Regions from separate parts of the Rattus norvegicus genome. Here region 2 is linked to region 1. Evidence: chromatin contacts called from public HiChIP or PLAC-seq data. All regions are on one chromosome and are shown on one strand. The core of a region is the stretch at or near the end of the contact, and the rest is flanking DNA. Distances in the headings are between cores, read along the strand shown. Region 1 overlaps Ccdc148 (coiled-coil domain containing 148). Region 2 has its middle 74 kb from the start of Dapl1.

Evidence for each region. HiChIP or PLAC-seq counts read pairs in DNA pulled down with a chosen protein or histone mark.
Region 2: an H3K27ac HiChIP or PLAC-seq map of oligodendrocytes shows a contact between it and region 1, with 6 times the contacts expected there. The contact joins two enhancer-like sites. A contact is called at or near these places in 1 of 12 Hi-C or Micro-C datasets (prefrontal cortex) and 1 of 1 datasets of contacts at active chromatin or transcription factors (oligodendrocytes).

What each region holds. Positions count from the first base shown.
Region 1 is chr3:63,767,073-63,771,058 of GRCr8, forward strand. It overlaps Ccdc148 (coiled-coil domain containing 148), which reads right to left. Exons shown (of 15, transcript NM_001107732.1): 14 at 3,117-3,257. Among named protein-coding and RNA genes, the nearest start is that of Upp2, 87 kb to the left of the region's middle. Within about 2 kb of position 1,784, at least 7 of the 93 cell types and tissues checked have an H3K27ac peak or open chromatin away from gene starts, as enhancers often do.
Region 2 is chr3:64,293,522-64,297,507 of GRCr8, forward strand. It overlaps the pseudogene LOC103691811. Among named protein-coding and RNA genes, the nearest start is that of Dapl1, 74 kb to the right of the region's middle. Within about 2 kb of position 1,695, at least 49 of the 93 cell types and tissues checked have an H3K27ac peak or open chromatin away from gene starts, as enhancers often do.

The DNA.
Region 1 (3,986 bases), core at 534-3,033:
CCCCCTGAGCATCTTCCGACAGCCGCCTTAACTTCACCGTCATTTAGTAATGTGCAAATTACTCACAAACATGTGGTCACTCCTAGAAAAAGGGAGTCTGGGGCTGGATTTCTATTTCAAACAGAACTGGAAAATGCCCCGACCATCATGCTAAGTAGGAGTAGACAAACAGATACTCTGGCTTCTCTTCTCAATTACGCTTAATTGGCCCGTAGTCCTCTTCCTATGAATCTTAAACGTCAACACATTCTTTGCCATGATAAGAGATGACCACGTCTGGACATTTTACCCCAGTCTAATGTAACCCAACTCCCTAAGAGACACGGTCGTGAGTTTCTAAAAATCGCTTCCTCCATGAGTTCCTGACTGAATGGGAGCAATGGGAGGTTCCCAGGTAACTAATGTGTGACGCTGCCTCATGTAGTGAAACATGGGGGTGTGTGTGGTGCTGCTGGCAGGAGGACGCTCTCAGGTAAGAAACAACCAGGGCAGCCTTGAAGTCTGACTTAATCTTTCCAGTAGTCAGAGAGGGAGGAAGAGAGACCTAATCGAACAGGGAGGCCTCACATACAAACGTTGAGGTAAAGCAGGTCAATTTTAGGATGAGGTGAGTTTGGGTAGAATACTATGCCACTGAGGAGCTTGGGGGGAAAAGGACACTCAGACTGAAATTTGGATCTCGTAGCCTTGAAGGCTGTGCTAACTAGCCCCACAGTGTTTGTTTCTGCTTTTAGCATCAAAGTATGGCCACATAGGATGAATCTGATCATCAGGTCGGAATAAATTAAGGTGCTGGGGGAAGAAAAAGAGATGGAGGGAGGGAAAGGTCAGGAGGCTACTCTGACTGTCTAGACATGAAGTAATAAATACTTAAACCTGTCTGGGAGTAGAGACGACCTAACTGTCAGACATAGTCTAAAGGGAAGACTCAATGACAACCAGTCAGAAGCAGGGCTGGGGTAGTGAGAAGCACAAGGCCAGAATAACCCAAAGGTCTGAGAAAAAAACATCTGAGCCTTGGTCCCTGGCTTCTCCTCTGTCCCCATGTATTCTGAGCCACTTTCAAGGACTCCCACTCCCTCTATGATCTGCTGCTGTTTACTCCCGAATTCTCTTTAAGATTCACCTCCTTCTCCAGCACCAAGGGCTGTGGCGCCTTCAATTTTTTTTCATTATCCAATTTTTTAGTAAAAAGTAAATGAAGAGAGAGGTTTCTCCTCCCCAGAGGCTGGTAATCAGGTTTTTGAAAGGATGCTTTAGACCCCCTCACCCTAAACGTGACACGGACAAAACAAATCTCCTCCCCCCAGACTTGTTTTTCCTTCTGCTCAGTTCTTATGTGGCAATAATTTGTTGAATCACTGCCGAGTATCAGGCAATATCCTAGGCAGTTGATATTTATTATTTCCAATCCCCAGAAGAACTTTGCAAGTAATTATTTTAAAGATGAAAGAAACAAACATAAAGATGTTAATAGCTTAGGCGAGTGCACGCAGCCGGTAAATCTCGAGTGTGGATTTGAATCCACAATGCGCAACTGCGGTGCTTGTCGAGCTTGGAGTCCTCCTCGATTCGATTCCTTTACCGCTCCCATCCCCCATCGCTCCAGTCAGAGCTGCGCATGACTCTTTCACCACCACTTCCACTCCTCTCCTCCCAATGTCCAACTATTTCCCATTCAAGATCCGAGGATAAAATACAAATGTCACTATTTAACTTACCTGCTTTTAAATAGCATGTCTGGTCACGGGACAAAGGTCAGATGTCTGAATAAAAAGGCTTCCTGTGTACCACAGCTGGGCCCTAGCCCAAGTTTCCATTCTCATTTCAGCACTTATCCTGTGCCGGTGCCTCTGTCTCACAGTAAAGACATTCAGCGAAAGGCCTTCTCTCAGTCTTTTCTGTCTGGGAAACCCCTGATAGCTTGGCCCAGAGCCTTAGGACTCTTCCTTTCCCTTAGTTTCGCCTGTGTAGGGGCCAGTTGCCTTTGTACTATCATAGCTGGTTCTAGAGAGATATATACCTACACGTCCCTAAAAGTAATTCTTCTCCCTGTGCACATTAGCCTCTTTTCCCTTTAAACTGTAAATCGCCGTGAATGAGTTTAGTAACAACTGCCCCAGATCGGAAACTCTGCTCCTGCTCAGAAGTGCCATCTCTCTAACCTCCCCCCGACAGAGTTCTCCCTTCTCTCCTCACACTGGGCACAGAACTGGCTTCACACTGTGCTTTACCTCTGAATGTAATACTTCCCTTCTTAACCTAGAGAGTCACTTCTCTCGGGAAGGATCAGTCTGGCCCATTTAGGTGGAGCCAAGAGCTACACTCTTGCACAGAACCAGAATAACAGTGTCTATTTCATAAATATTTGATTACTAATGAATGAAATTTTCACCTTACTATTCACCATCAAGTATGCAGCACACAGGGGAGGTACTTTGAACTCGTTTGGCAACAGGTTTCTTGAGATATTGGCGTGCTCTCCCTAGTTCTGTAAAACTCATGAATGCTTACTTACTTAATTTGGGTGATATTCATTCATTCCTATGTCTTCTTTTCTACCCTTCTCCGCTAAAAGTTCTTTTAAATCTCTCTTCTCAGTTCCAGCCACAACCAAGACACATTCTAAACTCCTGCAAACAGCTCCAAGATCCCTCGATGGTGCTGCCACAGAAAATGCTTTATCCTTAGCTCGAAGAACAAAACTTGGGGTAGCTGTCTTCAGTACTGCCTGTCGATCTCATTAGATGCCTATTTGATAGTATCTATGCCATGAATTTAGAATATAAACTCATAATACAACAGAGAAATCTTTGAACCTGAAAGAAATACCAGTGACCATTTTTTTAATCAATGACTTTTGCATAAAATGTTACAAAACCTCTTTCAGTGACAGATATGTTTTTGAACTGTTTTGTTTTATGTCACACTTTTATAACACTTAGATTCATCCAGCAATTATGGTTTATTATTTACAAATAGAAAATATGCTAATCTAGTCCAGGCTCTTTCCAGGTAAATATTAAAAATCATTAGTAACTCAGAGCGCACGCTTGAACGGTTCCTCCAGCTCTCTGCGTGGACTCTACACCAGGACCGCCAGTTCCCGTAAGTACCTGCTGCTCATTGTATGTGGTCAGGGTGAAGAGCGGCTTTTGAAGAGTGAATTCCTCCTCACTCACAGCGCCTATCCGAGCTTTCCAGGCCAGTGTCTCTGACATCATTCTAACTGGATCAGACCGGACAGCGACAGCAACCTGAGGGAAGAGAAAGCAGGGACGCTCAAGTGGGGATACAAGTCAAAGGCTTCTGGGTAAGATTATGGGTTTGCCTAGTGACCATTACAAAATTTTTATTACGTCTAAAACAGTAGCGGAAAGAGCAAAGGAATATTAAACCCAGGCCAGTCCCAGATACTAACAAAGGAGTTACAACACATGTCAAACAAAACATTAACAATTATAACCACCCGTTAACGATTAGTCATAATTATGATTGATTTCAGATTATATATATTCATCTGTGTGATAAAAGTCAAAGGCAATCGGACATTGGAAACCCCCTTGAAAATGGCAGATAGCAACAAAGATTCATATTTCAGCAGCCATCCACCTGTGGTTATGAGTATCAGCACATGAGGTTTTCTGGTAAAGTCGATTGCGCGGTCATTGCTGGGCAAGCTGGGTGCACTTCCATTGTACTAGGAGAGTGGATTTCTCGGGACTGTCACAGAAAATGCATCACCTTTTGACTATAAAGCCGGAGAGCCATTTTACCATGAAGTCCTTGTCCTACATAGTAATAACTATTCTGACCCAGATCTTAATGAAAGGAAGTCACTAATTTTGTCAATAATATGCAACATTACCCACACCTGCCTATTAATTCTGCAAGTCAAGAATTTGCATGACGTAAATGGCATTTTAATGCCATTTCAAACTGTAATAAAATGACTGGGGTCAAATGTAATTTAATTATTATAGGTT
Region 2 (3,986 bases), core at 445-2,944, 530 kb after region 1:
CTGGAGGCCAATCTCACGCACAGTGTTCTACACCTTTAAGACGAAGTTGTGCATGAGGTTGTCATACTGTGTAACGGTAGGACTGTCCATTGTGCTCTTGATGGGAATGCCTTCTGTGTTTGCCACGATGATTCCCTGCACCCCTTTCTGGCTCTGAAGTCTCTTGAGTGTTTGCTCCACCTCTGCCATCTCGGACAGATCCAGCAACTCCGAATCACCAACACTCAGCCCGAGAGTGAGTCTGCTCTTGACTCTGCAGTCTCTGCTAGCTGCTAATATTCTTGGCTTATGGCCACTGCTGTCCAGTGCATGCCTTTTTCTCTCATCACCTTCTTGCTCTGTATGCTTCTTCTCCTAGAGGGACACGTGTGCCCCAGCAGATAATCCAGGATAATGTCTCTGTCTTTAGGATTCTTAATTTAATCCTCCCCGCCAAGTCCCTTCCACCTTACAAGGCAATAGCCACAGACTCCAGGGGATATGTTCTAGGATCATAATGCACGCCGTCTGACAGGATTCCCAGAGAGGGAAGCCAATAAGAGGAAAGAGAAGAGAATGAGAGAAAATTACACACTAGGGTTTGGGAGTGGGGTGGGCAGTACAGGAGAATGACTGCCACGATGCCTGCGTGAGTGTTCCTCTCTCCAGCTTCCTGATGTCACAACATTGCCACCCTATGGAAGCATTAGGCTCAAGATAGAACCACTTGTGAGGGTGACTGAGACTCAGCCAGACTACCGAGGTCACCTTCCCAACCTCACAGATCATGACCGAATAGACAGGAACCCATGCACACTATGGTCACGTGGTCTGGGGAAGAAGAGGACACAGGAAATGACTATACTCCTACTCTCAACACTGTATTCAACCAATATCACCCAGGTCTAAAGGACAAAGAGCCAAGGTGAGCTCTCACCTTGAAGACCTAGAATCCCGTAAAGCTGAAGGACTCCAAGTGAAGCTGGACACACCTGGCCATGGCTATGTGACCTTGGACATCACATCCCTGCACCTCCTTTCCACACCCCAAATTACTGCTACCAGCAGTGTCTACTATGTGGGGTTAAACATGGGGAGCAGCGTAATGCTTCCCAAGATGCTCGGCACCGAAACACACAGATAACAAAAGCCAGCATTCCCAGCCCTCCCTGGGCTGGTACCTGAGTTGGGCCTGCCCTACCGCTTGTCTTCCCTGTCCTGTGGGGAGGGAGCAAGCAGGGACATGGGCTGCAGCTCTGTTGTTATCTGTAGCTTGCTGAGCTGGCCTGGTTAGGACAAGGTTTCTGTACCACTGAGGAACACCTGAGGTAGTAACAACTAGATCCTATTAGTCCTTGCCTATTTCCTTCCCAAGAAACCTATCAGTGTGCAGAAAATCAGAGAACAGGCGGGATCCAATATAATTTCTTCCCCCTCCCCCACCCCTGCTCCCTTCGCCATCCTTCCCATCCTTCCCCGCTCTCCCGCCCTCCTCTGCAAATAATGCCGTATCATTGTTAATTTGGGGAACCCAGTATAGTCACTCCCCTTCCCCACAGCACCACATCACTCTCAATATGAATCCCCAGGGGCTTCTGGGACTGTGCTGTTTGACTCCTTTGGAGACTCTCCACAAATCAGCCTCACACCCAGTACCCGCTGCCAGTGTGGGCTAGCAGCCAGACTGGATAAAGTGGGAGTGAGCCTCTCCGCACCCTGGGCCTTCTAGGGGGCTCCCTCTGAACAAGAGTGTCTTTCAAAGCTGTGAAGCCAACTGTGGGACAGGCCCGCCATTGTCCAAGTTGTTTTAAAGAGCTTTGGAAACCAGGACTGGTGTGACAATCTTCTGACTAACATTGACGCTGGAGGTCACAAGTTTGGGGTAGCCACAGGGAAACCATTGTGATCTCAGGCGCCCAAGGCCCGACAGTGGGTGGGTGAGGAAAACTCATACCCAGCTGGAAAAAGAGGCATCTCCCTTCTATAGAAACCCTTTATAGTGGATGTAGAGTGCCATCCCCTACTCTCCCTCCTTAGGAGAGGGGCTAGAGCTTTAGAAAAATGCCCTGCCAGTCTACCCTAAGGCTATCAGCAGCATAGCCTCCTGTCCTTCCCAGCCCCACCTGGCATCATAGTTCCTGCCCCGCTTCTGCCTCTCCCTTGGTTTCCAGAAAGAACGGAGCAGACCCAGGCTGCCAGTCTCCTCAGCTCCCTGCTGCTTCCTTGCCAAGGACTTCCCTGTGCCCACAAGCCTGGTCCAAATGCTAAGCAGCCAGTGAACACAAGCCCAGAATCCCTTCCAGCCTGTGACACTACACCCTCTCTGTGTATCACAATTTGACAATATCTCAAGTTCATTTCTTAAAACAGAGAGTTCCGCAGGCATAGCAGCATGCCCTGATCAGCCTAGACCTGCATGCCGTGACATCAGGAACTAAACAGACGTGTATTCCTGCCAAGCAAGAGAACTCTCAACATGACTTGCCTGTTGTCGTTGGCTTTTGTTTTTTAATGTGGGCTTGGGTGGTGTGTTTTTATTTCTTCGGGTTTTGTTCTTGAGACAGAGTCTTGCTCTCTCTATCACCTAAGCTGCCTCATGATCTTCCTGCCTCGGCCTTTGGTGCGCTCCACCACACCTGGCCACTTTCTTTTTATTAAAACTTAGCAGAGTATCTGCAGAAGACAGAGATGCAAAGGGCCTTAAGACTGTGAGGTCAGATGTCATCTTTGTGGGCTAGGAAGTGGGAGCATTGATGCCACCCTTCCCTGAGGCACACAGCTGGAAGTGGAGACTTTCTTTGTGCCACATCCCCGCCTGCCACCCCCATGTCCCTATATCCTTCCTTCTCACAGGATCACAAGCTCCGTGACAAGGTGCAAACATGAAGTCTTATCAGAAGGACTCTGCTTCCATGAGGACCACTCCTCTCCTCTGGACAAGGAGATTCCTCAGGGCTGCTGAGGGGAGATGATCAGATTGAGCTAACATCAGCGATAGGTACAGACCGACCAGGGTATTGTCAATGAGGTGAGGTAGAGGGAGTACCCAGGCCTAAGGCCTGCACTGGTGCTGAACCTGCCTTTCAGGCAGGGAAAGACTCGGAGTCAGCTCTCTGCCCCAGCACACCAGAGGCCGGGTCCCTCGCCATTGCTAAATGATGTGTTCTCATGCATTTCCCTTCCTTCTTTTCTCTCCATTTTGCATAGGGCACCTCAAGTGCCCAAAAGACTGAGTTTCACTATGACATTTTTGTACAATCATATAATACTCTGACTATATTCACCCTTGCACTGCCCTTTCTTGTCCCTGTCATCTTCCTCTATATAAAACTGAAGAGTCAGGCATGCATTTACCCCAGCACTCAGGAAGCAGAGGTGGGTGAATCTCTGTGAGTTCAAGCTGGCCAGCTCTGCACAATGAGTTCTGATACAGCCAGAGTTACATAGTAAAGAGATCCTGTCTCAACACTCAAACAAAGAAAAATCCTGGAGAGCCATCTACATGGTCAATACCACTGGACAATTCTGTCCTCTGTTAATAAGAAGTGGAGAGACATTGTCTGGCTGACAACAAATCGGCTTCAAAACCCTAAGGATATAGGGACATGGGGGTGGCACTCGGGGATGTGGCACAAAGAAATCGACTTATCTTTACAGTCGCTCGGTGGTGTGAATAAGCTCTACTCCTTCCACGACTTCACATAGGGTTCTTCCTTCTGTCAAACACGTTTCCTTATTTCATTTTAAAGATTTTTAAATTTTATGTGCACGTGGTTTGCCTACTTGAGTTTCTGTGAATCAGCTGCATGCAGTTGCCTCCAGTGGCCAGAAGATGGCATCAGACCCTCTACCATTGAAATTACAGGTGGTTTTGAGTCTCCAGGTGGGTGCTGGGACTAGAACCTGGGTCCTCTGCAAGAGTAGTAAGTGCTCTTAACCACTGAAGCATCTCTCCACCCCCAACCCCCACCCCCGGTTGTTGAGCCTATGTCAATATCAATTGTGGT